Linked DNA regions of Mus musculus: regions 1 and 2 are each linked to region 3. Evidence: chromatin contacts called from public Hi-C and promoter capture Hi-C data. All regions are on one chromosome and are shown on one strand. Each heading gives the region's core, a stretch centred on a gene start, on an enhancer-like site or on the middle of the called end of the contact. The rest is flanking DNA. Distances are from core to core; before and after follow the strand shown. Region 1 holds the start of Pcif1 (PDX1 C-terminal inhibiting factor 1). Region 2 holds the start of Zfp335os (zinc finger protein 335, opposite strand). Region 3 holds the start of Ube2v1 (ubiquitin-conjugating enzyme E2 variant 1).

Region 1 (4,810 bases), core at 1,932-4,431, 2.8 Mb before region 3:
GAACAGAATGTTAAGCCAACCACAGGGCCTTAGCATGCAGCTCATGCTTTGCTTGACTTTCCCAAAGACACTTTCATGTTTTCCTTGCAGAAGCCAGAGAAGGAATAGAAACCAGGATGCCTAAAACAGTCACTCAGCTTTTTACACTGTGGTCTGTCTCTGGTCATCAAACAAGTAGTCACAGGGCTGGGCATGAACCAGGCGGATAGGAAAGTAAGCCCTACTCATCCTTAAGGACTCTAGTGGCTGTTGCTAAATTACTCCTGAGAAAGATGTATACAATAGTTACCCCTACTCCTGATGTTCCAACAGCACCCTAAGGTAGAATTATATCACAGATTTCTCCTGGGCAGCAATGCATTTAATTAGGCATAAAGATGGGTGAAGAGTTATAGCCAAAGGCAAGCTCTGCATCAAAAGATAGCTCCCGGAAGGCTATGTATGTGGAGTGCCTCCTTCATCCTTTCCCCAGAGAATCTGAATCTGACGCCAGTTTATTCCCAGCAAGCAAAAGACTACATGCAACTAGGGCAGGGTTACATGGCTGGCTGGATCCTGGGTTGAACAGTCCTGAGAGCCTCCCTACCACCTGTGACTGAAGGTAAGTAATTAACAGCCCTAGCTATGATCTTTCACAAGCTGGTGGACTAAGATTGGGCTGGTGAGATGGCTCAGTAAGAGCACTGACTGCTCCTCCAAAGGTTCTGAGTTCAAATCCCAGCAACCACATGGTGGCTCACAACCACCCATAATGAGATCTGATACCCTCTTCTGGTGCATCTGAAATCAGCTACAGTGTATTTATGTATAATAGTAGATAAATCTTAAAAAAAAAAATCTTGAACATGGTAGGTTTGGCTCGGAAGAAGTCCTGTACAGGACAGGCAAAGGAAGTGGACAAATCCTGTAAGCTCAAAACATGAGAATACAGAAGTGGGAGGATGAATTGGAAGGTGGAAGTCAGGAAGGCTTCCTGGACCTGAAGGGTGAATTATGTAAAGCATGGGGAAATTAGTGACATCCCAGGAATACACAAAGGGGTTCAGGAGGGCAGAGGCAGACAGCATCTTGCTGGATAGATCAAGCTGGTCTTAGAATGGCTCAGTGTCAGGTAGCAAGGCTGTAAAAGCAGGGAGCGACTGTTACAGAAGTAGACTACCACCTGCAGGAGCTTCTGCTTGGTGAGGTGGTAAAGTGGCCTTAGTGCCACCATCCTCCACTTTATGTAGTTGATGCAATGACTTTCTGCAGGCAGGCTTGTCTTTCCTTCTTCAGATGGCATTTCCCTGTTACCCAGGCTCCTCCTTCAGCTTCCCTAGTCTCTGGACCTAGAGACAAGGACCACCATGTCCAGCTCTTGTGCACTGCTCTGGTTTTGCTTGAGAGTTCCACTACATTGTGTAGGCCAGGCTGACTGATGTACGACTTAGCCTCCTCCTGCTTCTGCCTTTCCAGTGCTGTTGGGGGTCTCAGGTGTGCACACTCTTGACTCCATTTGCGTTTGTTTGAAAAAGATCAGGTCTGGAACTCCCTATGGAGCTAGGAGTCCTGCGGGTAAAGGAACTATCGCACCTGGCTAGCTTAAAAACCAAACCAAGGGGCTGGTGAGATGGCTCAGTGGGTAAGAGCACCCGACTGCTCTTCCGAAGGTCAGGAGTTCAGATCCCAGCAACCACATGGTGGCTCACAACCATCCGTAACGAGATCTGGCGCCCTCTTCTGGAGTGTCTGAAGACAGCTTCAGTGTACTTACATATAATAAATAAATCTTTAAAAAAAAAAAAAAAAAAAAAACCAAACCAAAAACCAGAACTGGAACAGGGTCAGAGGTTAGGGAAACACTGAGTTACACCCCTAACCAACTCCCCTTTTAAACTTTCCTTTTTTTTTTTTTTTTTTTTTTTCTTCCCGAGACAGGGTTTCTCTGTGTAGCCCTGGCTGTCCTGGAACTCACTCTGTAGTCCAGGCTGGCCTCGAACTCAGAAATCTGCCTGCCTCTGCCTCCCAAGTTAAACTTTCCTTTTTAAAGCAAGTATCTTGTAGCCCTGCTGACCTCTCAAACTAGTGACCCTTTATCAGTCTCCCAAGATTCGAGATGCATGATGGTGTATGCTTTTAATTTCAGCACCCAGCAGGCAGACAGACTGCTGAGTTCCTGGTCTGCCAGGGTTATATAGCAGAACTATCAAAAAACCAAAAGAACAAAAAAATCCCTAAGATGGACACACCTGGGGTCGATGGTCAGGTGTCTGTGGGCAGACTAGACAAGATCCTCCTCCAACTCTTACTAGTTTATATTGTTGACCATTTTTCCTGACCTCCCAACATTCCAGCTCCAAGTTACTGGGCAGCCAGCGCCGACAGCGTCATAGACCTGAGAGGCTGACCAGCTGGGCCATCTGCTACGCTAGTCCAGCAGCAGGTGGCAAACTTGTCCTCCTTTCAAGTTACCTTAACTGGGCAACAGCTTCCTTAGGAGGCCACAAGTGGGTGGAGCTAGGAGCCTAATTCCGGAAGGGAGCCCGACGATGGCCCCTTGCAGAAGCGTCTCCCACTAAGCTGTGTGCAGCCTTCACAACTTTACAACTGCCCAAAGCCACATCTACCCTATTTGCACTCCTCCAAAAGCTACGACTATTCAAGAGCAATTTGTGAGCAGGTTGCTAACGCGCAAAGGTTCGATTTGCACGTCTTCGTCACCTGGCCTCTAGGCAGAGAGAGTTAACATTCCAGGACCCTTAGAGGGCAGAGGCCCCGAGAGGACACCAGCTGGAAGCGGCAGAGCACTGTGCAGGCCAGGACCCAACGTGCAGGGCCTACGTCACCGCTCCGCCTATGTCGGCAACTGAGCCAGAGCCCCCAGAAGACTCTAGACCAGCTTCGTGCCCCCTAAAGTGTCCTAGATCTTCAGCCCCTGCGAATGCGTTCGGCAGGGAAACTGAGGCAGGGGTGTGCGATAGATTCCTTCCTTCCCACCTACGTTTCAAGAATAGCAACGCTGTTTTTCCCCATCCTCAGGACCACAAGGGACCACCCAGATCAACCGGAAAATGGGGAGTTGGGGGCGGGGGGTGGGGGCGAAAGCCATCAAGGTCTGGGGAGCCAGTCAACGTTGCCACACTCAAGATGGCGGCGCGGCCGTGGCGAGGTCCTTCAGAGGCGGTACCGACGCATGCGCAGCGCGGAGTCCCGGCCCGGGACACAAGATGGCGGCAGCGGCGCTGGGGAGGGCGAGGCGGAGGCGGCAAAACGGGCGGTCGAGCAGAACGTGTGGCCGCATCCCCTCGAGTCCGCTTCGGGCAGGTAAGAGCCCCAGGAAGCCACGGTCCCGCTGCGTGCCGCGCCTGGGTCCGGGAGTCCGAAGCAGGACGGCGGAGGCCCCTCCGGCGCTTCCCGCTCGGGGCTGCCGCTCGCCCGGTCTCTTTCGTCGCCGCCATCTTAGAGCCGCGGGTGGGCAGCAGGACTGCCGGCTGGGGTGAGTGCAGTGGGCCCGGAGAGCCCGGGCGGAGCGGCCTCTAGGGTCCCTTCGCTGCTGCCGCTGCCGCCGTCGCCACCGCCTTTGTGTCGGGCTCCGACTCAGAGTCGCCTCAGCCCGGGGGCGGGAGCGCGCGGCAGGGCGGGGGGCGGAGCCCGGGCGAAGGGCCGGCGCGCGCGCGCCAGACTTCCCGCCCCCGCTGGGCTTGCGGGAGGGGCAGGCGGGAGCGCGCTGGGAGCGGGGTGGGGGAGGGTTCCCGTCTGTGCGCCTGCGTGGCTCCGCCCACCAGAGCCGGGGCGTTATGATTGGTACTCTGGTATGTGATCCCGCCCATGTTCCTCCAATCCCGGAATCGGATGCATTTTCTAGTCCGAGTTCCGCTGCTTGCGCAGATACAGTTGTTTGTCTCTAGACTACGCTGCGCTTCTCCGACTTTGGTATGCGTGGGGGTCCGGAAGGCACAGGCTAAGTGAAAACAGTCACTTAATGGGAGCAGCAGCGAGAGTCCACAGAACGCTAGACTACGGTGCAGGGGTCAGATGGTTCTGACGTAGGTGTCAGGACGGCAGCACGGCCTTGAACTTGGGTCTGGCCAACTTCAGAGCTGGCGTTTTGGCCAGAGACCTGCTGCACCTATCTACGCGAGTTTATCTTATTTTTAAAAGACAGGGTCTCTGTGTAGCCCTGGCTATCCTGTAACTCACTATGTGGAACAGGCTGCCCTCGAATTCACAGAAACCCTGTGTCTTTAGTGCTGGGATTAAAGTCGTCTGTCACTACACCTGGCTCTAATGTGTGTGTATGTGGTACTGGGGATATAACCCTAGGTTTCACATATGCCGGGCAGTCAGTGTACTAAGTAGCTTTATTACCAGCACTTAACAAGTTCCAAGTTAACATTTTCAAGCTGTGTAAAGTGCAAAAGTGTGTCATCTTGTCTCCCAGTCCCATCTGGGGTGCGTTTAAAAATAAAATCTTGTCGAGGGTGAAGGCACAGATCTGAAATTCTAGCACTTAAGAGATGGATGGATGACCAAGGCAGGATAGGATGACTAAGGGCGATAATCTTTAACACTCCGATTCCGGCAGGATCATTAGGAGTTTTACGCCAGTTTCAGCTGTGTGAGACCCTGCCCTAAAGTTACAAATTCTTTGGTAGTTCTACCCCTCCTGCTTCTAACTGCAAATAGGTGTCGTTGGGGTTCAGCTGGTTTGGGATTGCTGTAGTGTCCTGTTTAGGTGGCACGAGGCCGGGCTGCTTCTGCCTTCTCTAACAACTGCATCTACCAGGTGCATCCTTCACATTTTGGGGGACACAAAATTTTCAATAAAGGT
Region 2 (4,782 bases), core at 1,040-3,539, 2.7 Mb before region 3:
CACTCATTCATTGACACAGATGGCTGTGGGATTGGACAGGGCCACACCCTCTCCCTACTCACTCTGGATGAGGTCTGGACCAATGGTAGATTCGATGATCTTGTCAATGGCAGAGCCTAGGTCTGAAGAGGAGGCTGTGCAGTCAGACACCAGCATGCTGGGGTCTGGGAGAACACTGGAATGCACCAGAGCTGGGGGGCCACCAGGCATCTCTGCTACTGGTCCCCGGGACACAGAAGATGAATCAGGGAGGCAGCCATGAGGCAAAGGGTCTGTTGAGATGCTCTCAGATACCTCCTCCTAGGTGTAGAAAGCAGAGGGCAGTTCAGGAGCCAGGCGTGAGGCAGGACAGAGCAGCCTGTAGATACCCCAGAAACAACAAATAAAGCCACCCACCCACATTTCAGCCTTACAGAGGCCCAGGAGGGTTCTCCTGTGAGGGCCCACAGATATAGTCAGGAACTACCCCAGGGGGGAAAGCAGCAGCTCTCTAGACCACAGGCCACAGCCAGGAGGCACAACTGTCACTGGGCTTTTGCATCAACCACTCCCCCTGCTGCACTCTCTTCCATGATCACTACCCAGCTTTCTCACAGCCATTTAGGCACTGCCCCCTCTAGAGGGCAAGCTGGACCTTACTCAGGACCTTTCTGCTCCTGCACACTTCCCTTCAGAGACCAGTCACCTCACCACACTGGAATGACAACAGGTTGGGTCTACTCTCTGAGAAGAGAAGCTTTCCTCTATGGACCCAGTTCCTCAGCACAATCCCAGCCCACCCCCGCACCTCAACATTTTCCACACCAATCTGTGTTCTCTGCAAGGACCTGGACCACACCTGTCCTGTCCCTAGCAGTAACCCTGTAATATAGCATAAGTTAGACCCCCAGGGTAGGCCCACTTCTGCTGACATAATGAAACCCTAAACTGCACACCCAGGGCCACTACTTCATATCTCCATCAAGTGGAGTCCAGATACAATCCCCATCTCGCAAAATTACTTATGAAGCTACCAGAGATGACTATGTTTCTAATTTTCACTTAACAGAGAAGATGAGGGCTAGAACCTGGGTAACCTGCTCAAATCACAAAGTAATGGGTCAGGAAAACATGGCTCAGTTTCCCCTTACAGCCTAGCACCCATAGAACCCGGCCCTCCCGTTCCATTTGACAGATGGGAAGACTAAGATAACTGAGATGGATCAACATTTGAACCGGGCTCATGGAGCCTGAGGGCTCTGGGTAAGACCATGGATAATTCTGGCTCTGTCGATAGCAAGCACGCTCTGCCTCAGTTTCCCTTTCTGAAGATTCTGGAAACAAGTGGTTTAAGTATGTCTCTTAGCCATGGGACTTGTCAAAACCGACCACAGCAGTTTGGCATGGCATGGCTTGGCGTCTGCCTCAAAAACAGTTATTTTCTACAAGTAGGCTTTGCTGACGGTCCCCCTGCCCACACCATCCACACTGATCCATACCACAGAGTGGTTGCCACCGTCCGAGCTCTGCCCGACGCCAGAGTCGTCAGCCTCCGTTAATCCTGGGACGGTCGCAGCGTCGCTGCTGTCCGCGGACACAGCTTCCGAGGTGCACACACCCAGGCCGCTCTCAGAAGGCTCCTCAGGCTGGCCGGGCCGAGGGGCCGCGTCGCTACTGCTCTCCACCTCGTTCTCCTCCATTGGTTCTGGGGACCGACTGACAGCGAAGCGCGGGGTTTGAGGCTTTCACTCTGCTGGGCGATACGACCATGGTTGCAACAAGTGGTCCACCTTTCGGGCCCGGCCAAGCAGAACCCACCCAGATGCACCGGTGTGCCCATTCTGCAGATGCAAAGACTGAGCATCGGACTAGATGGGACGGGGTTTCCTGGAAAGGGAACCTTCCAGAAAAGAATAGGGACGCCTGGCCTCTCAGGCTAGGACCCTTTGGGAAGAAGGGTGGTCCCGGTGGGTGATCACGGCTCCTTGCTCCTCCCAGAGGCATGAATCGACCCTGGGCGGACACAGCGGCCCGGCGCTCCGGCCCCCGTGTCCCCTCGGATGAGGAGCCGGTGGTACAGCCCGCAGGCCCCCGGGGTCAGTGGTTCACTCCCCCTCCCCGGACTCCCCTGCGGAGGGGGCTGACAGCGACGGTCGCGGGGCCTGGTGTCTCGGGGCTGTCCCCGGCGCTGCCTGAGCTCCAGGCCCGGCGCCATCTTGTGGCGGCGCTGGGTTTCCGCTCAGGCAAATGCGAGAGCGGCTAAAGGGCCTGGGACCCCGGGGCCCTGTTCGGACAGCCCCGCCGGCCCGGGAGTCCGCCACCCGGCAGCCTCGCGGCAGGGCCCCGGTGCACGGCAGTGTGCGGAGGGGCAGCCCGCCTCCGGCTGCCGCTAACCTGAGCCTCTGGCTGCTGTGTCGCTCTCCGACTCCGGCATCGACGAGGTCGCCATCCTCTCACCCCCGTCGCGGAGGAACCCATCGGCCGCCCTCGAACCGGAACTACTTCCGCCGCCGTCCCCCCGGGAGAGAGAGATCTGCGGGGTTTCAGAAGGCCTCTCGGAGGACTCAGAGCCGTCGTCGGGTCCAGGAGGACTCTAGAAGTCACATGCTGCCCGGTGTTAGGGCTGAGGTCAGCTGGGTACGGGGACTACTTTTTCGTGTGGCGGAGGGCTACACGGGAAGTGGCATGACGTCACGCAGGTCCCAGCCCGGACTCGCCGGACAAGGCGCGGCGGAGGCGCCCGGCTCTCGTGGGTGTGGCCCCCAGCGTCTAGCCACACCTCCAGGGGTCGCTTAGAGAACCGTCGCGACCTGGGATGGTTTAGAGGTGTCCAGAGGGGAGGGAACGTCAGTCATTTTCCTGGTTTTTCACCTGTAGCTTAAAGCTCCACTCGAGCCAGATCGGGTTCTCCCGGGTTGGGCTTGCTGTGCCGTAGTACAGATGGCAAAACCGAGGTTTGAGGACAGGAAAGGCTGGTCAGGAATCACAACTAAGGCGACTTGGGGGATCGGGTAATGGCAGAGGTCAGGGATGTTTGAAGAAGAGTTAATGCTTAGGCCACGGTGCACTTCGCAGCTGTATTTCTTACTAGGACTGGAGGGCCAGACACCCAGCTGTCCTCTGATCAGTGTAGGTGTGTTTAGAAGTTGGGGAATTAGCTCAGTGGCAAACACGAGGCCCTGCGTCCTATTCCTAGCATACACACGCGCTCATAGACGCGCATGCACGCACGCAGGCAGTGTTAGGTATTTTTAGAAGTCTACAGTCCTTGGGCCCAGTGTGGTGGTGGCTCATGCTTTTAATCTAGCACTCCGGAGAGGCAGGCTAACCTCACTTGACTTACATAGACCAGCTGGAGCTATGTAGTAAGTTTTTCCCAGAAACCACATGGTAAAAGGAGAGAACCGTCTCTTCCAGGCTGTCCACCCACCTCCACGCGCTCTTAGTGTCATGTGTGCACTTACAGACATAACAATAAATACATGCTTAAAGCCGGGCCCTGGTGCTGCACGCCTTTGAGTCCTAACACTTGGGAGGCAGAGGCAGGCGGATTTCTGTGAGTTTGAGGCCAGTCTGCTCTACATAGTTCCGGAACAGCCAGGTCTACATAGCGAGACCATATCTCAAAACAGAAAAGAGAAGAGAAGAAGAAAAGAAAAAAAAAAGAGAGAAAGAAAAGGAAATGGAAAGAGCCAGGGAGTGGTGGCACACACCTTTAAACCCAGAAATGGAAAGGCAGAAACGGGTGGATCTCTGTGAGTTCAAAGCCAGCCTGGTCTACAGAGTTAGTTTCAGGACACAAAAACCGTGTACTAAAAAAAAAAAAAAAAAAAAAAAAAGCGGGGCGGTGATGGCACACTCCTTTAATCCCAGCACTTGGGAGGCAGAGGCAGGCGGATTTCTGAGTTCGAGGCCAGCCTGATCTACTGAGTGAGTTCCAGGACAGCCAGGGCTACACAGAGAAACCCTGTCTCAAAAAATAAACAAACAAAAAAAAAAGAGGAGAAGAAAAATGAATTCAGTGAAAAGGACAAGTGGCTTTGAGTTATCACTAGCACCTGGACACAAGGGCTCCTACGCTCTTGTCACAGAAAGTTCTCCCTTCCTCGTGTTTCCTCTTTGATAGAAATAGACCAAGAGGCCTGTGGAGGAGGCCCATCCTCACTGTACCTCCTTCCCACCCAGCATTATCAGGCCTCTAGAACAATCCTTGAGACCTACATTTGGGCTAGCTTCATGGCGGGTTGGTTTTAACAACTTCTTTATATCCTTCCTGTATCCTACTGGATGCCTTCTGTCTCTTGACAAGGTCACTTAGGCCAGGACATCCAGGGGTGGTCGCACTGAGCTCATAGCCATCACATCTTCAGCCAGCCCAGCTGAAGTCCAGCCCTAACCAGGGGACAGGATTCCAGAAGATCCTGGTCTAGAGAGACACTAGCAGCTTCACCATAGAACAGAAAGGGGCGGGGCCAAGAGAGGCAGCTGTGGCTCAGGTTCTCAGGGCTGCTGGTTTTGTTTGCTCACCCTCTGCTTCCTGCCTCTGTTGGCTTGGGTTTGGGGAACTGCATGAGAGTTGGCTCAGTGACTATGACATAGACTCTTCCTGCAGAAGGAGCAAGTTTAGTTCCCAGCAGCCACTTCTGATGGCTACAGCTAACCAATAACTCCAGCTCCAGGGGCATCCTCTTCTGGCCCTTCTTGGACAACTGCAGTCACTTGTACATACCTCTACACAGACATGCATGCACATAATAAGTGTTAAATAATGGAGATAAAACAAAAAGGTATGTGCACATAGAC
Region 3 (4,417 bases), core at 846-3,345:
CAGGCCTTGCTCTTCCCACCACTGGTCTCAGTTCCAGGGTTGGCCCTGAGAGAAGCCTGCCCCCTCCTCATCAGACTCGCTCATCACAGCACACAATTTTCTTCAGAGCACTTCCTGCTTTTTGGAGTCACTTTATTTCCATCCTGAATGGCCTTCTGTCTGGTTTGAATGAAACCTAAAGACAGTGCTCTGTCTACCTTGTCTGCTACTAGTAACAGGACACAAGAGGCCCCAGGAACCATCTGTGGACTAGACAGGCGCTGAGGAACGCCTGTTTCTGGGTTCCCTAAAGCCTTCCTATGCTATCTAAGCTGTGCTATGTGCGCTTCCTTCTTTTCATGGAGCTAGGGATGGAATCCAGGGCCTCCGACTTGCTGGTCAGATCACTCTAGCACTGAGCCTCACCCAGCCCAAACTCTTCTGGATTCTGTACACAGCAGCTGCTGCTGAGCTGCTGTTTCTATCTGCACTCCTGAGGCACGGGCAGGGCCTCAGAAGTTAGAAGTGGCTGTCAAACCGGATCCTGAGATGTCCTAAAGCAAGGACAAGCAGTGCTGACTGGTAGGGCCACCCCAGTACTGGCTGCCTGGCACCTCTCTGCGAGATACCCTGCATCCCACCCCAGTACAGCCTGTGGCAGACTGGGTCTTCCCAAGTGCCCACCGCCATGTGTTTGTCAGGAAATGGACTGACTTGGCTCCGCAGTCTTCTCCAGGACACACCAGGCACTGTGTGGTGGGTCACTGCAGGCAGCACCTCTCTGCTTCCCACCCCACAACATCTCCTCTGGTGGCCTCACAGCCCCAAAACACCAGTGCCTAGGCTGGTGGCCTGTCCTTACCCCTTGCTCACCTCCACCAACAGACTCCCGAGGATATAGCCCCACACCAGAAGGGAGCACCCACTCTCTCCTGAATCCTTCATTGGAAAAGCAGACTCCCATGCCTTCCCAGACCCCGGGGGATCTCCTTCACCAAACCCACTCCACCTTCTCTAGCCTGCCAGAGTCCATGGCTCATAATCAAGTACAGGTTGCCGGTTCTAAGGCAGCAGACCCTTCGGGTCTCCCCATCTGGCCTTCTCTTCTTAGCCCATCAGAGACCGACAAGAGCTTCTCCCCTAAGAGCATCCCCTTTACCCTCTTGCTATCCCTTCCATTTGATCCAAGGGCTCTCATTTCACTGCTCCTCTCCTACCCATCCAGATAATGGAGAGTTTCTGAGTTGAACCCACATATTTTCCCCCAATTCGCAGAAGGATTAGGAGTGACAGGCACTTCCTCCATCCGCTCCCCGCAGGAAGAGGTTTTTCTTCTCTAAAAGCAGCATCTGCGGGACTGCACCCCATCCCATTCTCCCCACTGCAGGAGCCTTCCCAATGGCGACACGCCCCAACAGACCCCACCCCACCCCCCGACACACACACCAGGGCTTCCTAGGCACCTGCTCGTGCCCATCCAACGCGGCGCTCGGCTCCCAGCGCGCCTTCTGAAACCTATCCCTGGTCTCTGCAACCCAGGCCTGCTCCCACGGCAGAACGCCCGGGCTCAGCCCGTGCAGGTGCCCGGATTTCCCTGGGAAGCGACCACCACGATGAGAGCAGCCCCGACCCTAAATTGACGCGGGGCCCCGGCGGCCTCGCCTGCGGCCCGCGAGGCTCCGTGCGTGTTCCCTAGGGTTGCGCCCGCGTACCCCCGCCGGGCATTCCCGGCTCCCAGTCGCCCGGGCCAGCTCCCAGCGGGACCTCGCCCGGGCATTCCCGAGCACACTCGGCCCCTCTGCCGGCCTCTCCCCCACCCCCCGCCCCCCGGAGGCGCCCGAGCCTCCGGCTTGGCCGCACCGCCCACGGCCCGGCTGCCCCCGCCCGGGCTTCCGGCCGCCGCCTGATGGTCCCAGGCCCGGCCGAGCAGCCAAACGCAGCCGCAGGGACAGCGCGGAGCCCTGTCCCGGCCACCATGGCCTCCGCTAGACCGGGACCAAGCCCAGGGAGCCCGCGCCCCGTCCGCCAGCACGCCCGGCGCCCCCGCTCACCCGAGCCTGTGGTGGCTGCCATCTTGCGTCGCTGTCGCTCGAAGGCCGGCCCCTTCTTCACCCCCCCTTGAGTTTTTCTCCGGGCGCTAGTGCGCAGGCGCAGGTGTAGGCGCAGCCGCAAACGGTGCCGCTGACGCCCGCTCGGGGTCGCAGGAGCCGGGCGGGAAGGGCTTTGCCCGAGTCTTCAGTGAGCGAGCATGAGGGCGGGGCAACCTGCAAGCCCCGCCCAGCCCGAGCGCGGGGGAGGCGTGCAGGTGCTCGGCTCGAGGGCCCCGGGGTGACCGTGCGCTTCCGGGAGAATAGAATGGGGGGGAAGGGCTGTGGAGCCCCGCGCCTGTTCCCAGGCTGTTTCCGTCCCCCTGTGTCCTCACCACGTAGCGAAAATGAAACCGCGAGAGATGAAGTTCAACTCAACTGCTAAGTAGCTGAGTCAGAATTTGACCCCAAGCCAGATGATCTTTGTTATGGGGTATATGGAGAAAAATAACACCGAAAGGCCTGAATGCGTCAAATTGTGGGCCAGTACAATCTTGTTTCCGGCACTGTTGCTGTTCTGGGGCCTGAAGCATGTAGGGACAAGGTGCAGCTAGGGGCTTGAGAACCACCAACCTTGAGACATGCATTCTGCTTGTTTGTTTGTTTGTTTGTTTGTTTAGGGGTTTTGTTCGAGACATGCTCTCAACTCAGCTGTCCAAGAGCCCACTATACAGAGGATGACCTTGGCTGTCTGATTCTTCGGCTTCTGCCTCATGCTGGGGTTGCAGGCTTGTGTTTTAGAGTTCTTCTTAGAGATGGAATTATGTGGGAGAACTGTGCTTGGTGCCGGACATGGCAATGTCTCCACGAAATGAGATTCTCTTCTCAATTGCTACATTCTAGTTGGACAGAGAACAAGTAAGCCAATATAAATAGATAAATATACATTTTACCTATGATAAGATAGGGGACAAACCTATAAAGGGCACCAGGAAGAATCAGAAAAGGCCTCCTGCAAAGGTCTGAAGACACTTGTCTGCATATAGAGTAAACCCATCACAAAGCCACCTTTGATGTGAAACCCTTAAGGGGACTTGGAAATCGAGGATGAAGTAGCCAGATAGGCTGCAGATTATACTGCTAAGAGGGACAGCAGAGGGGCAAGGAAGCTGGAGACATTCCTGGAACATTCCATTTGTCATCTGTTTGGTGTATTCTAGGTAGCTCCACTGCATTTCCTCTTGAGGAAGTACGTGGTAAGCTCAGAACTACCGTCCTGCAGAAGATGCACACCAGCCTAGGAGTCTGTCCCACAGAACAGAGGGAACCAGGTCTCTAGGTAAACTGGGAAGGGTGAGTGCACAATACACTGAGGCTCTGCTCCCGGGGCTGGGGCTATGCTGGGGGCCGTGACGTGTCTGTGGCCTTGTATTTATGAAGGCTTTCCCTGTTTCCCAATATTGTACCTGCTTGCCGAAGTGTCTGCAGGTTTGAGTCCACAATACTACGACAGCCTCACTCTAGCCTTGACCTTATGACACATGCAGGGCCTCTCTAGCGTGTCTCTGCCTCTTCTCGAGGCTGCTGGAACCTCACATGGTCTCCCTGTCCTCAGAGCCTTTGGGCTCTCCTATTGTAATCGTCTCTGGAGGCTCTTGAGATGCCAGGAGTTCCAGCTGCTTGCCATATAGCTTGCCTTTGCTTCACATGTCACATGACACAAAGCGTCCTTTGGACGCACAGACAACATTCGCTCCGGGTTTCGAGCCACTCTAAAGCACTGGGACCTAGAGCAAGCATTTGTCTCTGGAGGCTGACTCACTTCAGAAGTGAGAGTCTCTAGATTTGGGTCTTCATTGTGAATCTTTTTGGGTGGCTTCTGCTGAGAGGTTTGTAAAGATAGCACCCCTGTAATTGCAGCAGTAGGGAGGCTGAGGCTGGAGGCTGGAGAGTTGGGGCCTGCCTAGAATACATGGTCAAGACGCTGACTCTAACAACAAAGTACACCCCCAGAGGTTTGAAGCACCTAGTATCTGGTTCAACATTCTGAAAAGGGGCTAGTCTCACTCTATGCTTTGATAAATACCCTGGACGATGAGAGGATGCGGGTGCGGCAGGAAATCTGGCATTTGCTAAGCCACGTATAAATGCCAGGCACTGCTAAGAATGGTTCCATTTTAAAGATGAGGAAAAGGAGGCTGGGGGCTCGAGAGATGTCTCGACAGTTTCAAGCATTTATTGCTCTTGCTAAGCACCCAGGTTCAATTCCCAGCACCGATACAACTGCTGTTCTGACCTCTTAGACATCAGGCACGCATGTATCCATGCGTACAGCAAACCTTCATAAACATAGCAGTAAAAAAAAAAAAATCTTTGATAGGAAATTCCAGGCCAGGGCGAAGGAAGGATTC

Evidence for each region. Promoter capture Hi-C pulls out the DNA fragments that hold promoters and counts their contacts. A called contact is a pair of places that touch in the nucleus more often than the background predicts.
Region 1: a Hi-C map of uterus shows a contact between it and region 3, with 7 times the contacts expected there. The contact joins the promoter of Pcif1 here to the promoter of Ube2v1 in region 3. A contact is called at or near these places in 1 of 39 promoter capture datasets (pre-B cells) and 1 of 484 Hi-C or Micro-C datasets (uterus).
Region 2: a contact with region 3 is called in a promoter capture Hi-C map of pre-B cells, with 2.5 times the contacts expected there. The contact joins the promoter of Zfp335os here to the promoter of Ube2v1 in region 3.

What each region holds. Positions count from the first base shown.
Region 1 is chr2:164,876,187-164,880,996 of GRCm38.p6, forward strand. It overlaps Pcif1 (PDX1 C-terminal inhibiting factor 1), which reads left to right and starts at 3,182. Exons shown (of 17, transcript NM_146129.3): 1 at 3,182-3,303. 4930445K14Rik (a long non-coding RNA gene) reads right to left here. Exons shown (of 2, transcript XR_003953757.1): 2 at 1-3,855.
Region 2 is chr2:164,909,144-164,913,925 of GRCm38.p6, forward strand. Zfp335os (zinc finger protein 335, opposite strand) reads left to right here and starts at 2,290. Exons shown (of 2, transcript NR_166490.1): 1 at 2,290-2,607. Zfp335 (zinc finger protein 335) reads right to left here and starts at 2,607. Exons shown (of 28, transcript NM_199027.2): 1 at 2,374-2,607; 2 at 1,479-1,729; 3 at 63-300. The coding sequence starts at 1,679.
Region 3 is chr2:167,629,910-167,634,326 of GRCm38.p6, forward strand. It overlaps Ube2v1 (ubiquitin-conjugating enzyme E2 variant 1), which reads right to left and starts at 2,096. Exons shown (of 4, transcript NM_023230.2): 1 at 2,031-2,096. The coding sequence starts at 2,052. Gm31852 (a long non-coding RNA gene) reads left to right here and starts at 2,565. Exons shown (of 3, transcript XR_375265.4): 1 at 2,565-2,924; 2 at 3,227-3,345.